7 separate regions of the Mus musculus genome follow, and all the other regions are linked to region 7. A link is a contact called in public promoter capture Hi-C data. All regions are on one chromosome and are shown on one strand. The core of a region is the stretch at or near the end of the contact, and the rest is flanking DNA. Distances in the headings are between cores, read along the strand shown.

Evidence for each region. Promoter capture Hi-C pulls out the DNA fragments that hold promoters and counts their contacts.
Region 1: a promoter capture Hi-C map of pre-B cells shows a contact between it and region 7, with 9 times the contacts expected there. The contact joins the promoter of Mitf here to the promoter of Kbtbd8 in region 7. A contact is called at or near these places in 1 of 39 promoter capture datasets (pre-B cells), 2 of 484 Hi-C or Micro-C datasets (CD4 T cells and regulatory T cells), 2 of 115 datasets of contacts at active chromatin or transcription factors (astrocytes and large pre-B cells) and 1 of 9 other capture datasets (adipose tissue).
Region 2: a contact with region 7 is called in a promoter capture Hi-C map of pre-B cells, with 6 times the contacts expected there. The contact joins the enhancer-like site here to the promoter of Kbtbd8 in region 7. A contact is called at or near these places in 3 of 39 promoter capture datasets (hippocampal neurons, liver and pre-B cells), 1 of 115 datasets of contacts at active chromatin or transcription factors (large pre-B cells) and 1 of 9 other capture datasets (embryonic stem cells).
Region 3: a contact with region 7 is called in a promoter capture Hi-C map of pre-B cells. The contact joins the enhancer-like site here to the promoter of Kbtbd8 in region 7. A contact is called at or near these places in 5 of 39 promoter capture datasets (the 3T3-L1 cell line, the C10 cell line, liver and 2 more) and 1 of 115 datasets of contacts at active chromatin or transcription factors (large pre-B cells).
Region 4: a promoter capture Hi-C map of pre-B cells shows a contact between it and region 7. The contact joins the promoter of Uba3 here to the promoter of Kbtbd8 in region 7. A contact is called at or near these places in 14 of 39 promoter capture datasets (the 3T3-L1 cell line, 3T3-L1-derived adipocytes, the C10 cell line and 9 more), 5 of 484 Hi-C or Micro-C datasets (B cells, the Ba/F3 cell line, CD4 T cells and 2 more), 8 of 115 datasets of contacts at active chromatin or transcription factors (astrocytes, embryonic forebrain, embryonic stem cells and 3 more) and 3 of 9 other capture datasets (adipose tissue, embryonic stem cells and liver).
Region 5: a contact with region 7 is called in a promoter capture Hi-C map of liver, with 4 times the contacts expected there. The contact joins the promoter of Mrps25 here to the promoter of Kbtbd8 in region 7. A contact is called at or near these places in 2 of 39 promoter capture datasets (liver and pre-B cells).
Region 6: a contact with region 7 is called in a promoter capture Hi-C map of pre-B cells. The contact joins the promoter of Frmd4b here to the promoter of Kbtbd8 in region 7. A contact is called at or near these places in 4 of 39 promoter capture datasets (3T3-L1-derived adipocytes, hippocampal neurons, liver and 1 more) and 1 of 9 other capture datasets (liver).

Annotation. Positions count from the first base shown.
Region 1 is chr6:97,805,566-97,808,453 of GRCm38.p6, reverse strand. It overlaps Mitf (melanogenesis associated transcription factor), which reads right to left and starts at 1,396. Exons shown (of 10, transcript NM_001113198.1): 1 at 1,167-1,396. The coding sequence starts at 1,270.
Region 2 is chr6:97,462,313-97,465,314 of GRCm38.p6, reverse strand. The region is part of intron 1 of Frmd4b (FERM domain containing 4B); the gene reads left to right. Among named protein-coding and RNA genes, the nearest start is that of Frmd4b, 24 kb to the left of the region's middle. Within about 2 kb of position 1,329, at least 111 of the 459 cell types and tissues checked have an H3K27ac peak or open chromatin away from gene starts, as enhancers often do. A contact at or near this core is called in liver and pre-B cells, where this site is marked.
Region 3 is chr6:97,437,691-97,440,624 of GRCm38.p6, reverse strand. All of the region lies in intron 1 of Frmd4b (FERM domain containing 4B), which reads left to right. Among named protein-coding and RNA genes, the nearest start is that of Frmd4b, 49 kb to the left of the region's middle. Within about 2 kb of position 1,489, at least 82 of the 459 cell types and tissues checked have an H3K27ac peak or open chromatin away from gene starts, as enhancers often do. A contact at or near this core is called in pre-B cells, where this site is marked.
Region 4 is chr6:97,204,274-97,207,082 of GRCm38.p6, reverse strand. Uba3 (ubiquitin-like modifier activating enzyme 3) reads left to right here and starts at 1,436. Exons shown (of 18, transcript NM_011666.3): 1 at 1,436-1,550; 2 at 1,736-1,777. The coding sequence starts at 1,531.
Region 5 is chr6:92,182,530-92,185,315 of GRCm38.p6, reverse strand. It overlaps Mrps25 (mitochondrial ribosomal protein S25), which reads left to right and starts at 1,293. Exons shown (of 4, transcript NM_025578.4): 1 at 1,293-1,476. The coding sequence starts at 1,343.
Region 6 is chr6:97,486,323-97,489,114 of GRCm38.p6, reverse strand. Frmd4b (FERM domain containing 4B) reads left to right here and starts at 1,295. Exons shown (of 23, transcript NM_001346637.1): 1 at 1,295-1,522. The coding sequence starts at 1,361.
Region 7 is chr6:95,116,268-95,119,333 of GRCm38.p6, reverse strand. Kbtbd8 (kelch repeat and BTB (POZ) domain containing 8) reads right to left here and starts at 1,454. Exons shown (of 4, transcript NM_001008785.5): 1 at 1,360-1,454; 2 at 601-811. The coding sequence starts at 1,375. It overlaps Kbtbd8os (kelch repeat and BTB (POZ) domain containing 8, opposite strand), which reads left to right and starts at 1,703. Exons shown (of 2, transcript NR_153843.1): 1 at 1,703-1,742.

The DNA of each region.
Region 1 (2,888 bases), core at 147-2,646, 2.7 Mb before region 7:
CCTCTACCAGGGGAACCTCACTCATCTAGACCCTAGACAATTGATGCACCAGGTGATGATGTTAGCCTTACTTCATCGCACAACTGAAAGGGTGGAAATAAAGTCACAGATTCCAGTGACTATCCCCCTCTCTGTAAACATGACAAATAAGAAGCACTTCAAGGGTCCAGAGGGACCAAAGAGAGTGATAACCGATTCTGCCAGGCAAGTAGCAATGGAGGGTGGCGTGAGGGATTAGGATACTGCAGAGGTACTGAAGAGTTGGGAGGCACCAGACTAGAGAACATCTTCACTCTAGGCCCAAAGTTCTTGAAGCGCCTGGAGAATTAAATGTGTGTAGGTGCCAAGAGAGCATTCCCAACCACCACAGACCTCTAAGGTAGTTTGTTTGTTTGTTTCTTTCTTTCTTTCTTTCTTTCTTTCTTTCTTTCTTTCTTTCTTTCTCTCTTTCCTTCCTTCCTTCCTTCCTTCCTTCCTTCCTTCCTTCCTTCCTTCTTGCATTTGTAAAGACTTCTATTCCAGACAGCTTGCCCAGCTTGAGAGACACGCCCACCCACAACCTCCTCCCCTCCTTTTATTCACCCCCCCCCCCCACACACACACACACACCTCCTCGGTGCTGTCCTGTGGCAGGTGAAAGGTGAAGCTCAGGTGAACTTCACCTAGAGGCCTCTCTGAGTAGTATCTCCCAGAGGGGCTGGTCTACAAGGGAAGACCTCCAGGCCAGTTCATCGCTGCCCTGGAGCATCAGATCCCCCTCTCCTGAGCCCCTCAGCCTGCTAGGGAGCTTCAGAAAAATTGCTCTTGGTAGCACCAGATCACAGTCCCTGTCCGGTGCTCCTCCTACCCCACCTCGCGCCGGGTACCGCCCCAGCCCCCATCTAGCTCAGCAGCTGGCATCTGCAGCCGAGGGTCCCCACGTCTGGATGAGCCATCCCAAGAGACTCGCGGTGTCCCCAAAATGCCACTGTCAGATACCCTGGGATGCAAGCAAGTCGTCTGTAAGCGGGACCCTAAATGCCAGGGGCCAGGTCGCCCTGTACCCCAAGGCAAGGGCACGGGGTCCTTGTCCTAGAGCTATCCAGACTGACTGTTCTCCTCCCAGGGTAGCAGGCGCGGGGCCCATGGGCCTCCTGCCGCGCCTCCCTCCAGCTGTCACCACTCACCTGCTCTTCAGAGGTTGACTTTTGAGTTCGTAATAGGTTTTGGGTTCTTCGTGAAACTCCTCCCCGACTTCGAAATCCGCCACGATTCCCGATTCGGACTGCATGACTCCCTCTTGCCCGCCTTCCACTGCTTGGGACTTGGACCAGAACCCGGGCACCTGAGAAAGATGGGGGGCCTCGGGTACCCCAAGCCGCGCGCCCCGCGCAGTGCCCCACTCAGCCCGCTAGCCGGCCGCCCGCCCCGGCGCGGTGAGTTTACTCTCACACCAGAGCGGGAGGGGCTGAGCCCGGTGCGCCCTGGGATTTGTGGTTCCGCCTGGGCAGAGCACACCAGCTCTCCAGGATATCAGCTTCCGCAAAAACTACAACTCCCAGAAGGTCAAACCGGGGAGAGACAACGTGGTGTACACGGATAGTGCAAGTCCTGTTTGGATTCCTTGTCAATGTCAGCAGCTCCTCTCCGTGTCTCTCCGGTTTGCTTCAAGGATACAGACCTGGCTGTTTAATATTAATAAGAACAACTCAGCCTGGGCTTCTACTGTCCCTCCTGGTTTAGACATCTGCGAGGACACGCCGAGCGTTCATTTAAAAAATAAAACACTAAGGGGTTTTGAAACTAGAAAGTTTCGGTCAGAGTTAAAACCCATTTTTAAAATAAAAGGACTTTCTATTAGCCCCCGAGCTCTTCTGGACTGCAGCGACACATCATTTTGTCCTCTATTGAAACAGAGTGTTGGAAACTTCACTTTTATAATGAAAGCATTATTGGAGGAGTTGTTCTTGTGCGTTCTTTTTCTGGAACTCAGTATAAGCTCCCACAATACTCTTCATCAGTTGAAAGGCTCCTTTCCTTTTATCCAATTAGTCACCTCTAATCTAAAGCAGCACTTGAAGGATTCAGTTAATTTTAAAAGACATCAAGTTACCAAACAGCTTCACCACCACCACCACCGTCTGCTTTCAATTTCTCAGTTGGCTGGGAGTTCAGATGAGATTGTCCTAACATTGCAAGCCGGTGCAGCTTCAAGGTACTCGGCTAGGTGATGTATTAAATGACCGCACTTTAGCTCATTTGTATGTTCAGACCTGTCTTCTGGTTAGTTCCAGCAGGACTCTTCATGTTGTATAAAACATCAACGAGTGCTTTGAGACATTGGAGTTAAGGGTGGCATTTTAAGATGGCAGAAATTCCTAGTTCTTCTAAGAAATCCTGTGTAATCTTAGACATGTCCATTGGATTCCTAGAAGCCTTAATTTCCTCATCTATGAAAGAAGAGATTAGGAAACCTATTTGAGATGGTGTTGCAAGGTCAAAAGTAAGGAAAGAATTACTTGCAATTTGTATACACTAGGGGCAGGCAAAATGGCTCAGTCGGTAAATTTACTTATTTGCAAACATGACAACCTGCAATTGGTCCTCAGGACACACATGACTGAAGAATGGAACTATTAACTACTGCAATCTGTCTCCTGACAGCTGAATGCAGGTGCAGGTACACATAATACATACATAGAATTTTTTAAAAGCTGCTCAGTGATGATTAATTTTGGCTTTCTTTTGTGTATCTTGGAGGCATTCTTGGCAAGCTTGCATCTCTTCTGTGTATTTTTCACTTTCAGGAGTTGATAAACTAAATGATGATCCTAAAAGGTCTACACTGATGGTTGGGCATCTCCTTGGAGTTACCCACTCCTATATCTTGCCTCACAGTATAGCTTTTT
Region 2 (3,002 bases), core at 80-2,579, 2.3 Mb before region 7:
GAGATGTAAGGCGAGAAGGAGAGGGAAAGAATTGGAAACAGATGCAGTCAAATACATTTATAATCCTAGTACTCCAGAGGCTGGGGCAGGGTAGTCATGAGTTTGAGGCCAAGTTGTACTACATAGTGAGACCTTGACCCAAAAATAAGCAAATAAGGAACATTATCAATCAATTGGAAATCTGAACTCTTAACAGATATGTGAAGATAGTGAGATTTTTTTTCTTTTAGTTATCTGGGTTTATATTTAAAAACAATGTCATGATCTTTTATATTGAAATCTTTACAGACAAAATTACCCAGAGTTGTAGATTTGGTTTACAATGACCCAGAGGACAGAAAGGAGGGAATAATAAAGAGAGTGGCTCTTAACCTTTCTAATGCTGTGACCCTTTAACACAGTTTCTCATGTTGTGGTGACCCCCGCCCCCGCCATAGAATTATTTCATTGCTACTTCATAACTGTAATTTTGCCCTATGAAGCGTACTGTAAGCATCTGATAGGCAGGATATCTGCTATATGACCCTGCGGGGGTCGAGAGCCACAGATTTGAGAACTACTGATTTAGATGTCTCAAGAGTGGCCAGATTAAAAGGTGTGTGCAGAAACGGATACAGTGAGTGATGCCAGTTCAGCCACTGTGTGTACCCTAAATAAAGTCTTCCTTCGTTAAAAAAAAATCATTTTAGATAGGAGTAACTCTAACTTAAGGCTAGCCTGGCTATATAGAGAAGACCCCTGTGTCAGAAGTAGAGGAGGAAGAGGAGGAGGAGAGGGGAGAGGAGGAGGGGTAGGAGAAAGAGGAGGGGATAGTTTTTTTTTTTCAAAGCACTGCAAATGGGCAGAGAAAGGGGAAACCGAAACAGAACAAAAAAAATCAGATTCTGCAGAAAGCCAGGAAGGAAGTGAGATTGAAGGCTGCGTGGAAGGTCATGCCACTTTCTTCGCATTGTCTGTGCAACCTCTGTGAAAGTCCCTGCTTGGGAATCCGGACCCTGGGTGCAGAGTCCGTTTTCTTACCCCCAGCTGGGAGGCTCCTAGCACTGAGTGCTCTGGGTCTCTGTCCCTGTGTGTGAAGTGGACTTCAAACACGGTGTTCAAAGGCCTCTTTGTCTTTATTTTTCCAAACATGAGGAAGTTATTAGATTTTACAGTTTGTGTCCAGTGCCGCACGTGCCTTTGGCCTCTTGCTGTAAGACAGTCCTGAGAAGCCCGGATGCCTGCCGCTCTCCCCCAAGCTTTTCACCTCGGCTTTTCCATTTGTGGTTAAGAAAGCAAGAACCCGCCCTGTGCAAGAAAGTTCCCTCTTTTTCTGCCTGGAGGAGAACATGAGTAACAGATTTTTCCATCGGAGCTGTTTTTCCTGGACACGGCGTACTGTCCAGTCCAACGGTTGTAGCATGTGATCGCAGGGAGACCTTAAATAAACTTTCAGTGTTATCAGCCCCAGTTTTAGGAACTTATGAATTCATTTTCTGTAGTTGGTGATTTTCCTTTTTAAACAGAAGTTCTTTTTCATTCAGTAGCTGCTGAGAGCTTCCCAGGTGCCATACTGCGTAGCCCTGAGCATAGTAGACACGCTTTATGCTCAGCCCACGTCCCTGCAAGCAGCTGCCTTGGGCAGGGTCCTTGGCCCTCATTTTTATCATGACTTGTGGTCATAGTCCTTGCCTCTCCTGCTCAGCACAATGCCAGGCAGAGAGTCCCTATGCAAAAGGAAAACACACAACTCCTTATTCAACAAGAGTCAAGCATGGCAGGACCTGTAACTCCCATATTTGGGAGGCAGAGGGAGGGAGGGTCACGTGTTCAAGACAAGACGTTTGAGACTCTGTCTCAAAAATACAAGGGCTGGAGATGTACTTGACAAGTAGAACATTTGCCCAGCCAACACACAGCCCTTAGTTTGAGCCCAATCAACACAAAATAATAACAATAGTATTAAGAAGTGTAATGGAAAAAAAAGAAGAAGAAGAAGAAGAAGTATAATGGCTGGGTGGTAGTGGAGCATGCCTTTGATTCCAGCACTTAGGAAGCAGAGACAGTCAGATCTCTAAGTTCAAGTTCAGCCTGGTCTACAGAGTGAAGTCCAGGATAGCCAGAGCTACACAGAGAAACTATCTCAAAGGGGGGAAAAGAGCCGTGGTAAAGAAGAAACACATCAAGCATGAGGTCCTAATGAGTCTGGGATCCTGTGCAACCACAATGCTAATCTGAACACCCATAATACCAGCTCTGGTGCCTGGCACCTTGTGAAGAACCAATGTCATAGTCCTTGTCATGAACGAAAACTTAAGAAATGAGCACTCCACGTGGTTGTCGATTGCCATCAATGAAGAACAGAAGACAGTATGTATGGAAGAGATGCTTGTCCCAGACAGTCAGGTTTCAGATCCGGTGGCTGCTTCTCTCCTCCAGGGCCACAAAGTCCAATCAGTTGAGGCTTGGACCATGATGTTTTCCAAGCTGATTTCTGATTTCCCTACAGCACCCCTGTGTGTGTGTGTGTGTGTGTGTGTGTGTGTGTGTGTGTGTGTGTGTGTGTTTGCTGCCTGAGCACATTTGAACTGAACCAAACACATTCTTGGGACTGAAATCTGAAGGGAAGTACTCCTCTCTTTACTGCAAAGCTTGCTGCCATTTAGGAGTGCAGCTCATCACTTAGTTATGGCAGATGGCTTGGTGCTTCTCCAAGCTGTTGGTTTTGAAAGATGGTGACACATGGCCTGTGTTGGTGTTTACAGGGTGTCTGGCATTTGCCTGGCATGTGAAGTGTTTGGTGAAGAATGAAAAAGATGGCTTAGTGATGATGCAAAGAGGCCCTATATTCCTTTAAAAGAAAAAGGGACCCTGAGGACTAGACAGGTGGCTCTGCAGTTAAGAGTACTTGATGCTCTTGCAAGGACTCTGGATGGGTTTCCAGCATCCACGTGGCAACTCACATCTGTCTCTAACTTCAAATCCAGGGAGTCTGACATTCGTTTCTGGCCTTTGAAGGCCAT
Region 3 (2,934 bases), core at 240-2,739, 2.3 Mb before region 7:
CTGTGGCTTGGAGGTGGCTGTGTACATCTTAGTTTCTGGGATTTAATTGCTATCACACGGCACATCCTAAAGCAACCTGTGCATTTCGTTGCTCTTATGTATGTTCTTAAAGTACGTTAGACGTGTGCTTTAAATGTTACTATTTGGCCTGCATGAGGCAGTCACTGCGTTCTCAGGCACTGCTGTCATTGGTCCCATCACACAGCCTCTCGAAAAGGGCTCCTGCTCCCGTCCTTCCCCTGCTGCTTGATAATTTTATTTAGTTTGTTTGTTTGTAGAGGGGAAGACTAGTCTCGTCTTCTCCTAACCTGTGGTCGCCCAGCTTTTATTTTGTTTCATTTCGCTAACATTTAATTCCATGATAAAACTTCAGAGGGACTCCACAAACCCGGCTAAAATCAGAGCCTACATAGCAACAAGACAAGACATGTTCATGACTGCGTGCTGGTAGCTTCTAGGCTGAGAGGGGTGTTTCTTCTGTGACGATATGAGGCCTGGGTCTTGAGATTCAAGTTTCTGTGGACTGGGGCAGTAGTGGACTGGGAGTGCACTAGCCTAGTGAGTGAAAGGCCCTGGGTTCCATCTCCAGTACAAACACGCAAGCAGGAAAGAAATGAGGCAAGGGGTGGGAAAGGTTATTTTTTCCAAAAGCCCAAATGAACTGAACTTTTCACAATTTGGTAAACTTTTCTAAATCCTTTGTCCCTGGTATATTTTCTACCAACTAATTTGAGACAGGCCAGGACTCTGGTTCTAACACAGTCCGTTTTTACTAATTGTGAGTCCCCTGAGGACTTCTTTAGACTGTGTTTGAACATGGATTGCAAAGAGCAGAGAGACTGATAGACACCAATCAGAGGTTTGAATGGAGTTGAGGAATGGATGCAGAGCCGGGTGCTCAGAATAGGGGCTGAGAGGGTTTGGGGACCTCTAAGGTTTATCTGTGTTTCCTTGTGACATACAGAATCCGTTTGCCCTGCAGAGGCTCAGAGTCAGGCTTGCTGGGCTTGTTATTCGGGCACTAAGCGGTGGCCTGCGTGTCTGTTCATCACAAGCACAGCCATTCATCTGGAAAAGCCCTTCCCCGGACAGCCCATGTCGTTACTTTTTAAAATTCTTGAAAGCCGCTCTGCCCCCGCCTCTCCCTATTGGCTGTTTTTCTCAGGAAAGGAGAAAACCGTTGGCAGAACTATTATAAGTTTCCAGACCACAGGCTGTCTGCTTCTCACATAAGCCCAACGCCAGAATTTCCACTTTCTCCAACTCCACTGTGGAGGGCGGCTAACCTGTGCTGCAGACCTGCCACAGCGCATCTTGGTTACACCCTGGTTATACGTTGGTGACTTTTCCTGTTTCCAGCATTTGTGCCTTCCTCGTCTTTTTCTTCTCTTTCTTTTTTCCTTTTTGGACTCATTGATACTGTACCACAATGTCTAAAAATACTGCCTAACCACTGGTCTTCAAGAAAGAGGAAGTAACTGCAGAAATAACCCGAGGGACTCTGTGGCCATGAACTCGACAGTGTTCTCTGGGCCCTCGGGAGGGACTGGTTGCAGAAGCACCTTCAGACCATTTCCAGGGAGAAGATGTGGTTCCCACCACACTTCCATCTGTGCAGTTACAACCCCAGCCTTGGCCCTTTCCTGTCATCTGGTGAGCCCCTGGTTGAGTTGACTCAGCCTCTCATTACCTGTTGGGAACTCAATGAGTTATTCTCAAACTCTTGAGGGTCCAGTTTCAACCATAAAAGAGAAAGTTGAAACTGTTTATTTCATGGGGTGCTTGTGAGAACACAGTACATGATAAACGTACATGATGTAGGTAGGCCTGGGGAGCGTACTTGAGCCTGACTTTGATCCCCACAACACTTTATATATATATATATATATATATATATATATATATATATATATATATATATATAAAAGCCATGCATGGGCTGAGCATAATGATGCACACCTTTAATCCCAGCACTCTGTACTACAGAGACAGAAACTAGTAGTTCTCTGTGAGTTCAAGGACAATCTGGTCTACATAGTGAGTGCAAGGACTCCACAGAGAGACCCTGTCTCAAACAAAACAACAGCAAGCAGGACAAAACATGTATGCCAACCCTTACTTGTGATCCCAGGGCTAGGGAGACAGAGATGGGTGGAACCTTTGGACTTGCTGGCCCAGCAGCCTAGCCTAACCTGGATACTCCAGGACAGTGAGAGACTGTCTCAAAAAACCAAGGTGGACAGCACCTGAAGAACTATGCTTAGCCCTTGTCCTCCCTCTGCGAACACCCATGGGCACATGTACCCACACTCTCACATACAAAGAATCATGGTGTAAAATTGTGTGTGTCTATGTGGCCCGAAAGTGAGACCGAAACAGTCTAGGGACCCAAGTGAACTAGTGAGGGGGTGGATAGGGAAGGAAATGGGGAAGGGGCATGCACTCAAAGCGCATCATATGCTTGCATGAAAACGACCTTATGAAAGCCAGTACCATATACAACAAATACTCCACTTTAAAAACATTATTTTAAGGGAGGATCTGGTGGGAGGAGTGGGGAGAAGGGAAAGAGTATTGTTCAAATTATGTTGCATGATATTCTCAAATAATAAATAGAAACATTAAATACCTATCAAGTAGGTAAATAAACACACTTGATAAAAATAATCTATCTGCATATGTTAGTTTCTTTTCTGTGTGTGTCTGAGAGTTAAGAAGCTCAACTCTGAATGGTCACAATCATACAAAAACCAAGAGCTGGACAACAGCCTTCGCTGACTTCAGGCACGGGGCTGCTTTACTTGGTGTGTTTGTAGTCCTGGTGATGAAGTGCGGTGCCTCGCACTTTCTCAGCAAACACGCCACTGCTGAGCTTTGCCCTCATCCCTGAACAGTGAGTGGTTCTGAGTTAGTTTATTGATTATGACAAGGAAA
Region 4 (2,809 bases), core at 187-2,686, 2.1 Mb before region 7:
CTTCTTCTTCTTCTTCTTCTTCTTCTTCTTCTTCTCCTTCTTCTGCTATTTTTGTTCTATTTCTAAGGCTCAGTTTCCTCTTCTCACTGTCTGGTTATGACTGAATTTTTAGCTCAATGTGTGCTATTGATGAAAGTAGCTGGGGGATCGTAACAGATGAGCCTTCCTTAAGGTTCAATGAGAGCAGGACAAAGTAGATTGCATGCCTCAAGTGAGTAGTAGCAGCCCCCCCGTCCCCCTTTAATGAGCACCCTAGAAGCTATATCAGGGCACTTCACTGGTTTTCAAACAGTGTGTCCACAAACCACCTCTTGTGATAAAACTCAAACCTGGCATTTGTAACCTTCAAGTAATTCCAATCAAAAACCATATTTGAGAGCCACTTAAAAATTCACTTAATTTTCAATCTTAAAATCGTGAATGTTGTTATTCTCATTTTACAAATGAGGATCTGGAAATACCCAAGGGCTCACAGTTAATAGCTGAGTAGTAAGGGTTTAAATTCAGTTCAGACTTACATATTAAATTTTTTTATCTCACTTTACTAAAAGTGATATGTTTAACACAATTATTCTTTCCTTTCTTGTCTACCAGAATCAGTCATTTACATACAATATATGACTGTGAAGAATAGAGTCAAAAATTCATTCATTTATTAACACTTTCAAGTGACAGGTTATAAATAAATCTCTATACTTTTCATACCTAATCATCTATCTTATCTATCATTCATTTATTTATCTAATATATATCTTGATGTATATATGTATAACAGATTAGTTTTCTGACAGACTGGTGTGACACTGAAGTGTCACAAAGAAAATAAGACTCTTCACCCTATGTCTATTTAATGCTTTAAACTTCATGCCCATAAAAGCAAGGGTTTTGAATCTTCCTGATATATGGAAAACGGAAATTTCTTTCACCAATTTTCCCGGAGAAAAGCACTGGCATATTGGGGTGGCTATTTTAGTTTTTAAATAGAATATATGAACATTTTATGCAATTATGTGTCAACGTATAAGTGTATAAATAAGTAACATATCTAAGTTCATGTGGCATAGCAACATTATAGATGGTATAATATTAAGTAGGCACAATTAATCAAAGATTTTAAATACACTGGGAAATGCTTGCAAAGCCTAAGGGGACCTAAGCAGCCTATTTAGCCACTGCTTCCCGCTGTTCAACTAGCTTTCCCAGACGCTCCCGCCCCTCCCTCTCGTCCCCTGAAGCCGCGCCTCTAGTACTGGCTCCGCCTTCGCTCCTCCTTCTAATAGCCCAGTCTCAAAGCACTGGACCCCGCCCCTCCGCGCCTGCTCAGTTTTTCCCTCCTAAAGCCTCGGAACCCAAACCCCAGCTCCGCCTCTCCGTTTGAAGCCCCGCCCCGCCGCGCCCCCTCACTTTCTTACCTGAAGCTCCTCCCCTCCTCCCTGGCTCGGCTCTCCCTCCTTCCATTCACCTGCAGTCCCGCCCCTCCCGGGCGGACCCGCTCGGCGCGAGGGCCTCTGGGAAGAGGCGGGGAACAATATGGCGGATGGCGAGGAGCCGTAAGTATCGGGATTTTGCCGGAGCGCCGAGTTGGGCTGGGTTGTGAGAGAGCGCGGCGGTGGGCAGTCACCGCTGCCAGCCGGGGGTCCCCCAACCCCTTCCCCGTCCCCTCGCCCCCCATACCCTTGCGGCGCCCTCTTTGGAGCTTGATGCTGACCCTTCTTTTATTCTCTCTTTCTTTTAGGGAGAAGAAAAGAAGGAGAATAGAGGAGCTGCTGGCTGAGAAGTTAGTGCTGCTGGGAGGCCGGGGTCCTCTCCGGAGACCCCCGCCTCCCCCTAATCCCAGGCCTAGGGGACCAGCCGCAGCGGGCCCGAGGGTGCTGGGAGGGGGTCACCTGGAGCAGGCCGCGCGTCCTCACCCCTGACCCCGTCCCCAGCTCGAGCCACCGGCCGGCTGCTCCCTGGCTATGCTCCTGCAAAAGCCACCCGGTACTCCCCTCTTCCTCCAACCCAAATTGTCAGAGCTGTGACCTTGTGGCAAGTGAATCCAATCTAAATCTAAATGGACACGAGGCCTGTTTTGGGTCCTTGATGAACACTGAGACAATAGTACACATAAACTTTTTATGAACACTCCGTGAATCAGGAATTGTGTTAAAACTTGTCATTTTTGCAAGGTAATTGGGTCTTAAAGGACACGGCAACTCACTTGCTCTCTCATTTACCACACAACCTGTATTAAATACTTAGTTTTTTTTGATGCCGCAGACTTTAAAATTCTTTTCATATGGCCAATCCTACGTGATTCCTCTCCCCGCCCTCCGTGGGAAGGGGGAAAAAATACTCGTGTATTGGGTGTGGTGATTCATAATTTCTGTGTCAGCTCTCAGTAGTACTTTGGTCTTTTCCATGCCCCTCCCTATGGGTGAATTTCAAATGCAAGGGCTCACCCTTTCTCACCGCTTAATTCCCAACTCAGCACGAAATAACAAAGTTTGAGCGCTTGCTGTCTGCCAAGAGCAGCCCCTAAGTTCAATACCTGATGATCTCTTTACCTCATGACCATCAGAAGTAGTTGCAGTCTACAGCTGAAGTTTCTGACAGTTAAGGAATCTTCTCAAAGCTAGAGTGTGCTTGGTTATGGCGTGAGACCCAGCATTGCATCAGAACATCAGCTATGCAATGTATGTTAGTCCCTTTTGTAAACAATTGAAATCACTAATATATTTGAAGGTAGAAACTTTGGGGTTACAGGAAAGTTATCACAACCAAACATGAATGAATCTGTGGTTATAAAGTGCATTTGAGTGTTTTGTTT
Region 5 (2,786 bases), core at 44-2,543, 2.9 Mb after region 7:
CTTCCTCTTCAGACATGTAGTTATAGCTGAAGCTTATTAGTGATGTGTTCACATATATGCAGGCAAAACACTCATACATAGGGGCTGGAGAGATGGCTCAGTGGTTTAGAGCACTGACTGTTCTTCCAGAGGTCCTGAGTTCAATTCCCAGAACCCACATAGTGGCTCACAACCATCTGTAATGGAATCCGATGCCCTCTTCTGGTGTGTCTGAAGACAGCTACAGTGTACTCATAAATAAAATTAATAAATCTTTTAAAAAATATAGACATAAAGTAAAAAAAAAAAAACTAAAACAATTTACAATTTGGTAGCTGGGGAGATGGCTCGGTGGGTAAGAGTACTTGAGGGTCTGAGTTCTGATCCCAGGATCCATGTAAAAATCTAGGTGAGATCATCTGTGCCTGTAACCCCAGAAGTGTGGGTTACAATCCCAATTGCTGGAGCTTACTAAGAGAACAGAAACACAGCAGGACACTTTTCCCCCAGCCTTCATGTGTGCACAGGACATGTCTAGAATTGTTGGATTATTTGAGCAGAGGAAAGAACACTTAAGTTTTGAAAAAAAAATACTAGAATAAAAGATTAACAGATGAAAAATGCTCTAATGGGCTTATCAGTAGACAGTTCATCTATGAAGCCTGGGAAGTCAGTTGAAAATTTACATAATTACAAAGGGAAAAAATCTTGAGAATCCTATAGAAAAATTAATTTCAGCCATAAACAGCGATTAAAAATTACAGTGGGGCTGGAAAAATGGCTTAGCAGTTCAGTGCACTTGCTGCTCTTTTAGAGGTCCCACATGGCAGTTCACAGCTCTGTAAGGTCAATTTCAGGGGACCCAACGCCCTCTTCCAGCCTCTGCGGGCACTGCGTGTATGTGGTGCACAGCCACAACACACAAGCAAAACAGTAAGGTAAAAATAAATCCTAAAAAAAAAAATGCAGCGCAGAGTGACATGTTGATTGTTGACTTGTCATATCTGTCACAACCACTCTTAACAAGCGAACGACCCCCTCCTCTAAGCAGAGTCCTTTGAGGCAGACCCTGACGCGCCAGAGCAAGCCACTCTTTCCTCCTTTGCAAATAAGTTTTCCCTTTGAATCAACAGCGACTTTTCCGTCAAGCTCTTCACTTCAGAACTGGAGATCTTGGGAGAAGATAATTGGTTTCTGTGAAGACAAAAACGACAGGTTGATTCCCAACGCTGAGGCGGCTGCGAGCCCGGGCCCAAACTACGAGTCCCAGGCTGCCCCGCGGCCGCGCTGGCCGCCGGGAAGTGCCTCCCAAGATTCCCGGAGCCGCGCTGGTCCGCGGCTTGAGGAGTTCCTGACTTCCACCATGCCGATGAAGGGTCGCTTCCCGATCCGCCGTACGCTGCAGTACCTGGGTCGCGGGGACGTGGTATTCAAGGAGTCTGTGAAGATCATGACCGTGAACTACAACACGTATGGGGAACTGGGCGAAGGCGCCAGGTCAGTGTGGGTCACAGCCCTCGGGGTTCAGTGAAAGAAGCTGAGGCAGTGGAGGGCATCCCGACTGATCCCCGATAGAAACCCGAGTGCTCCTCCACCGGAGGGATGGGTTGCGGCTGGAAGGCTGGCCCCTTGTGCGAGGCTGTGGCGCGGGGAACGCCTTGGGAGCGGAGTAGTAAGTTTCCGCACCTGTGCACAGCATGGCTTGCTGCTGCTTAGGACACTTGATGAATGAAAGGTTTCATTGACCCGTTTATCATCTCTGAGCAATGCTTTGGACCCTTCCGAACTTACTGCACATTTATTGAGCGCCCAAAACGCTGGGTTCAGTACTGGGATTTTCCACAGTACGGGATAAACATGACTGTAGATAGAAGTGGATTTGTAGAACGGATCAGAAAGAGAGAAGAGAATAATTTTCAAGGTGGAGAGTGGCCCCTGTGGCAAAGACCTTGACTTCATGAGAGCCAGAAGCCGCCTTCAAGCCATTTTCTCTGGTCAAGTTGACCCCCAAGACCTAAGATTTGCTAGCCTGGGATCTGCTGGGGTGAGGGCTCTCTGGAACCCTCTCGGTGGACCAGAGGGTTCGGGCTCTACTCCCCACTTGTCAGGAGTTTATGCATATGCAAAGGCCTCTTAACTAGTTGTATGACCTTGGGATCACACAAGTTCTCTCAACTTCTGACAGCATTTTTCCTAGGCGGAACACCACAACATCAGTGTGTTGGTGGTGGTGTGGGGTTGCTGGAGAATAAAGTGCCTGGCAGAGTGCAACAGGTGCTGACCTTGTGCCCATTTGATCCAGTAGGTGCATCTATATCTATCTGGTTTGTGGGCACAAGGCTCTGTGCTTTGGGATGGGAAGACAGAGACTTGCTGACAAGTTCTGCCTTCAAGCTTTTGGGTGGTGTGCTGTGGAGCTTTCAGGGCAGTGTTTCCTCCCCAGAAGCAGTTCTTTCACTTTTTCAAGTTTTGTGTTGATGTAATTACTTAAAGGTCTCCACCCCACCCGACCCTGTGTTTGTGTATGTGTGGATACATTAGCATTCAACCAAAGATAATGTTTCTAAGGAGCTGGCTGACTTGGTTTCTTTTTGAAATAGGGTCTCTCAGCCTGGGCTTCATGGATTCAGCTAGGCTGGTCAGTAAGCCTGGAGCCAGCAAGCAAGGGCTCACACCTGGCCTTTTACCTCTCTCTCTCTCTCTCTCTCTCTCTCTCTCTGTCTGTCTGTCTCTCTCTGTGTGTGTGTGTTTTGTATGTCATGAGAGTTTATTTACACCATATGTGTGCAGGTGCCCATGAAGCCAGA
Region 6 (2,792 bases), core at 46-2,545, 2.4 Mb before region 7:
CATCCCATTGCCTTCTCTTGACTCCGCCCCTTGATGCTGGGCCCCTCCCTCTCGTGTAGAGACGTCTGTGTACACGTGATCCAGTGAGTGTAATTAGGATTGCTTCCCAGCTGCAGTGAGCTTGCTCTGGAAATGGGATGGGATTCTGGGGACTGCAATGTGCAAACATTCTCAAGGAAAAATACAGACTCGGGTGTGTGGGACTTCTTAGATTCCCTTTTCAAACTCCTTAGAGACTTATCATTCCCTGTGGAGACCTTAAAAAGCACGAATTGTCCCAGGGCTTCTGGAGCTGAGGACGAGTTTTTATTTTTCTATTCATGTACTTATTTCGTATTTATTTTTGAGCAGTGAGCTCCCCCGTCGGATGTGTGATGCCATCTGTGGCCCGGTATATCCTGAGGTAGAATTTTGTACAAACTGACCAGGGATCCTCTCTCGAAGCTTCTGGTTCCTAGGGAGTCTTAACTGAATGCTGTTTGCCAGAGGATCAAAGAAGCCTTGTTTTTCTTCTGAGCCCACAGCTGCCCTGAAACTGGCCTCACGAGGGTATCAGGGAACCTGCTTTGCTGGTGGCCAAGGCAGGCTGGCATTTTCTTGGAGACCTTCAAGTTAGGAGCAAAGAGAGGCTGGAGGCGCGTACACACTGTTGCTTTGAGGCTCTTCATCTGGTTTCAGCAGAGCCAAGAAAACACGCACAATTCTCTCGGGAGTGAGATCTAAAGGGAGATGCTGCAGGATTTTTTTTTTCTTCCCGGTCTTCTGCTTCTATAGCTTCCCCAGAGGTGTTTATCACTGAGGTGTGGACAGAGCAAGATGCAAGGCAGAGCGACCTTAAAGAGTAAAATACAGGTGTCCCGGGGCTAGGTCTAGGTGTGTGATTGTGTGTCTGTGTGTGTCTCTCTCTCTCTCTCTCTCTCTCTCTCTGTGTGTGTGTGTGTGTGTGTGTGTGTGTGTGTGTGTGTGTGTGCAAGCGCGCTGAAATGCAGCTCCCTACTAGGCTTGCAAAGAGTTGCTGGGCTTTGCCTGCGGCCCTGTGCCCAGGAGCAGCTCAGCGGGGAGTCCTCACTGGCCAGGGCTTCCCGCGCCCAGGGAGCACCCAGGGCTGGCCTGGCGGAGCTTAGGAAGCTGGCGCTGGGTGGGGGCGGGCGGGGTGACACAGCCTCCGTGCCAGTCGCAGCCGTTGGCTGGCGGGCACCCAATCCCCGGGCATGCCGCCCCAACCTGGCCGGGACACACAGTGAAAGGCGAGTTCAGTGGCAGATCTGACCCCCCACCCCCCACCCCCGGGGCTGTCAGCTACAGCAGAGCGTGGCGAGCCCAGGATCGCGGAATCCAGGCTCCGAGGGAAAGCAGCGGCATGGCTTCGGTGTTCATGTGCGGAGTGGAGGACCTGCTGTTCAGCGGCAGCCGCTTCGTGTGGAACTTGACCGTGTCCACGCTGCGGAGATGGTACACCGAGAGGCTGCGGGCTTGCCACCAGGTGCTGCGGACGTGGTGCGGGCTGCGGGATGTGTACCAGGTGAGCCCAGGAGCTGGCGCCCTGGGGCCATTGCGGGGATGCCCGGCGCTCAACTGAGGACCGGTCCACCTGTATGATTTCATAACCTCAGGCTTCCCATATCTTTGTTTTCAACTCCTCGCGGGGAGCTTAGCGCTTGGGTCAAGCCCTCAGCAGCTCTAGCTAACTGTGGCTTGATAATTTTTTTTTTTCAGTTGGGCATGGGGGCACTTGGGAGTTATCCGCTCCCCCACCCCACCCCAAGCAAACATATATTATAACGTGATGGAGGTTCCTGCTGGCACTAGTAAAGGGGCTTATAGCCTTTGCAACACGTCGTTTGTGGAAAGCGACTTTGAGGTTGAGAGGATTATTTCTGTTTTATTTCATTTCATTTCATTGGAGGTGGCCATTTCGGAAGCTATGATTTCCCGTCATTGCTTGCTGTCAGAGCATGTCTTAGTGAATTTGTCTTCTTCCTTCTTGATTTTATTGCACTTTTCCACCAGGCAGCCCCTGCTTCCAGGGCACAGCCAGGAAAAGCTGATTCTGTGTTGCCTGGCTTTGGGACGGAAGGACAGCGGCGGATTGGGAGCACTTTGTGGGAGGCTGACAGGCTAGGGAAGGGAAGGGTGGCTTGGCTGAGCGCTGGAATGCTTACACTTGGATTTAATCTGTCGCACAACACAGCCTCTTTATTGCTTTGCTGGCTGGCCCCATCTTGCAGGCAAAATCTGCAGCAACTTTGCCCAATGAGGAGACCATTCATCCTCTCTGGGATTGCAACTTGCCTGGATTTTTGTGAACAGTAGTAAATGGATATAAAAGTACTCTGACTGGGAGATGGATACCTTTAAGATAAAAGAATAAAAACTGCATTGTTGAATTATGAAGATTCATACCTGGGCTTCTTTCCTGGGGATAGTTTGTTACAGTTCTCTGAATTCCTTACACATAACCTGACCCTATTCCTAATAGGGCTGAACTATATCTGTCATAGAGTGTCCCATATGCGACTCTAGCTTTGATTTTTGAAAAGTCATAGTCTTCCATCAACCAGATAGAATAAAAGCCAACTAAGGACAGACTACAAGAGTTCTCAGGAATGAATGTTCCCTTGCTATTCTTGTTTATACACACACACACACACACACACACACACACACACACACATTTTAACCTGTGGTTTCAGTGTTCCTGGTTTGCCTAACATATCTGTAATATGTTTGAAATAGACTTAGCAAGGCTCACTGACTGAGAGCCCTGGAGGCCCGATGGGGCTTGAGAGCAT
Region 7 (3,066 bases), core at 205-2,704:
GACATAAATAACCTGTATTTTATTTCACTACTCTTCACAAAACTCCATGGCATTAAAACAATCTTAAAATCCTAGTTTATTTATAAAGGAGCAAGTTCCTATGTTTTAAACTCAAAAAAAAAAAAAAAAAAAAAAAGTCCTATGTACTAAAAACCGGGGGTGGGGGGTGGGGAAACATCAGAAATATTTAAAATTCTAGATCATTTCAATGATTGATTGAAACACTGTATATCCCCGTTGCCCAGTACAGCAGCCACCAGCCACACTTAGTTGTCTGTGCACGTGACATGTTTTAGTGTCGCCACTGATTTTAATTTTAAAGCATTATAATTTTTTTCAAATGTGGCTGGCAGCATACATAGTATGAATACCTCACAAGTCCACTAACTTAAAATCCAACTATCTAAACTCTGGAATCCCACCTCAAAACAGGGGCTCATTAGTAAGACAAGCAAGACCTGTTACCTACTCTCAGAAAATAAACACCTGGTTTGCCTTTATGTATTTGTCCCAACTCAGTACCACAATCAAGTGGCTAACACTGGGTTGAAAGGGAGTCTTGTACGGATAGTAATATATAAGTTTCTACCGTCGTCATACCTGAAGTAGGGGCTGATTGCAGCAAGAACGTTTCTATGACAGGAAAATGTTTTCCCGTGATCCACTTCCACTACAATGTCTGTCAACTGTCCTTCATCGTACATTGTTTTGAGTTGCTTAAGAATACTGCAAGCATGGAAAGGATCCATGGTATCGTTGGCTGTGTCTGAAGATGGAATCCCATTCGGTGTTGGGGAAGACTTACTTAAATCTAGGAGAAAAATCGCACAACCACAAGAAGTTCGAAGCCAGTTTACGGCATCGTGGGTTTTTTTCCCCCCCACCCCGTACACAAACGTCCGTGTGTGGGCACAGGAGCGCCGACACAGGCTCTAGGAGCCGAGAGCTCAACAAGGGCGAACAAGTTCCCAGGCCGGCGCGCTCCTCCGGAGCCCGGCGAGCCCGGACCGCCGCGCTCGCGGAGGGAGCGTGTGAGGCGAGCCAGCCGAGCCGGCAGCGGCGGCGATGCGCGGGGACTCGGCTCCGGGTCGAGCGCGGGACGGAAGGCTCCCGAGGGCAGCGCGATCGAGGGCGACTGCCAGGGCACCCCTCAACCGCCTCGCGGGCGGCCGGTACCCAGACGCCCCATCTTCGCGGGCGCGCCGCCCACCGCCCTCCTCCCCATTCATCCTCGCCTCCGCGCCCGCCGTCTCTCCATCCTTCCCTCCCGCCTTAAGGCCGCCGCTTCAGGTTGTGGCCGGCGCCCGCGCTCCTGCTTCCCTCCTCCGACACTGCGGGCGGCCGCACCACGCCACCCACCTGCCGACGCGGCCATTACTACAGGGGCCCCGGCTCCGGTTATTTAAAGAGGAAATGTCATTGCGTTTCGCTCGCTCCCGGGTTCCGGCTCTGCTAAGCGTTGCCTAGCCAATGAGGGTGGCTGACCGAGTCGGCTCCTCCCCGAGCCTCAAAATACCTGGCTCTGATTGGTCAGTGCGCGATTACCAGCGCGTCGGGAAATGTAGTTTTAAGGCCCCCGTTCCCGCGTGCTCCTAGTCGGACAGAGGCCCAAGCCGAGCATTTCTATTGGCTAGCTGGGCGGAGGAGCGCCCCGAGCCCGCCAGCCTGTGCCTTGAGATGCACAGCGCCCGCTGGGAAATGTAGTCATCTGGCTGAGGCGAACTGTCACTCTGAGGAGTGAGGTAGGAAAAGCTCTTATTGAGCAAATTTCCCCGGCAAGGGCCTCTCTCCTAGTCTCGACTCCACTTTAAAAATAATTGTCTTCATACCCCAAATTCCCTATCCGTGACTAGATTCTGGTATGAAAACGCGCTCTGCACGAGGGCTATGAAACTCCGAAAAGTTGGAAATGGTCAGGAGGGCTGTTATCCAAAAATACAAAGGATATAAGACAACCCCCCCCCCCCCAACACACACACACACACCATCGATAGGTCTCTGATGAGTCACCTGTAACGCCCACTTGAAATTGCATCCCCTTAGCCACATGCCCCGCTTTTCACAGATCAACTGGGTCTGGTTACATGGCCACTCAGGACCTGAATCCACTTGGCTTGCATTTCTAGCACACCAGGAAACACCTGTCACACCGAAGAGCGCTCGAGTACTCAAGGGAGACTCGGATAATTGATTTCCCCTGGGCTTCTTGAACGTGAAGAGGGCCTCCGGCTTTCCTGTGAAGAGATGCTGGAGAGAGGCTGAGCCTGGCGCTCCTCTGGACCGTGCTCAACCCTGGCTCTTGCACAAGCTCTTCCAGCCCTTGAACCTCTCTTATAACAGCGAGCACTCGGCATTCAGTCTACTTCATAGTTTTTTGCAAGAAAGCAGGGGTTTTATTGTTGACCTATTTTTTTTTCTTCTCCTATTGTGTGTGTGTGTGTGTGTGTGTGTCTGTCTGTCTGTCTGTCTGTCTGAGTCTCTGTGTGTGTGCATTTGTATCTGTGGTTTGGTGTTTTGTTTTGTTTTGTTTTGTTTGCACGAGTGGATGTACATGTTGGGGGGCGGTGCAGGTGCACGTGGAGGCCGGAGATTGGTGTCAGAAATCCTACAACGCTGCTTTTCTACCTTATACAGTGAAGCATGGTCTCTCAATCGAAACCCAGAGATATTAACTCTCTCTCTCTCTCTCTCTCTCTCTCTCTCTCTCTCTCTCTCTCTCTCTCTCTCTCTCGGCATGGCAAGCACTTTAATCACGGAGCCATCTCCCCAGCCACCTTGTTATCTATTCTGATTTCCTCATCCTGTTTCTGGCATCTAACAGGATGCTCTGACAAGTTGTAGAAACTTAAAAGATGAATGGAAAGCGAAGTGAACAAATACTTGCAGATACCCCTTTATCAGTGAATGGGAAGGAAGCTTCAGTAGAGACTTAGTTCACAGTAGTAACTTTCCTAGCATTAGGTCAAGCAGTTGAATATTTTATTATTTTTTATTTATGTATTTAGTATATTGCTGTAAATTGAACCACAGGCACCATGCATGCACACTACCAGCTCCCAGGGAGCC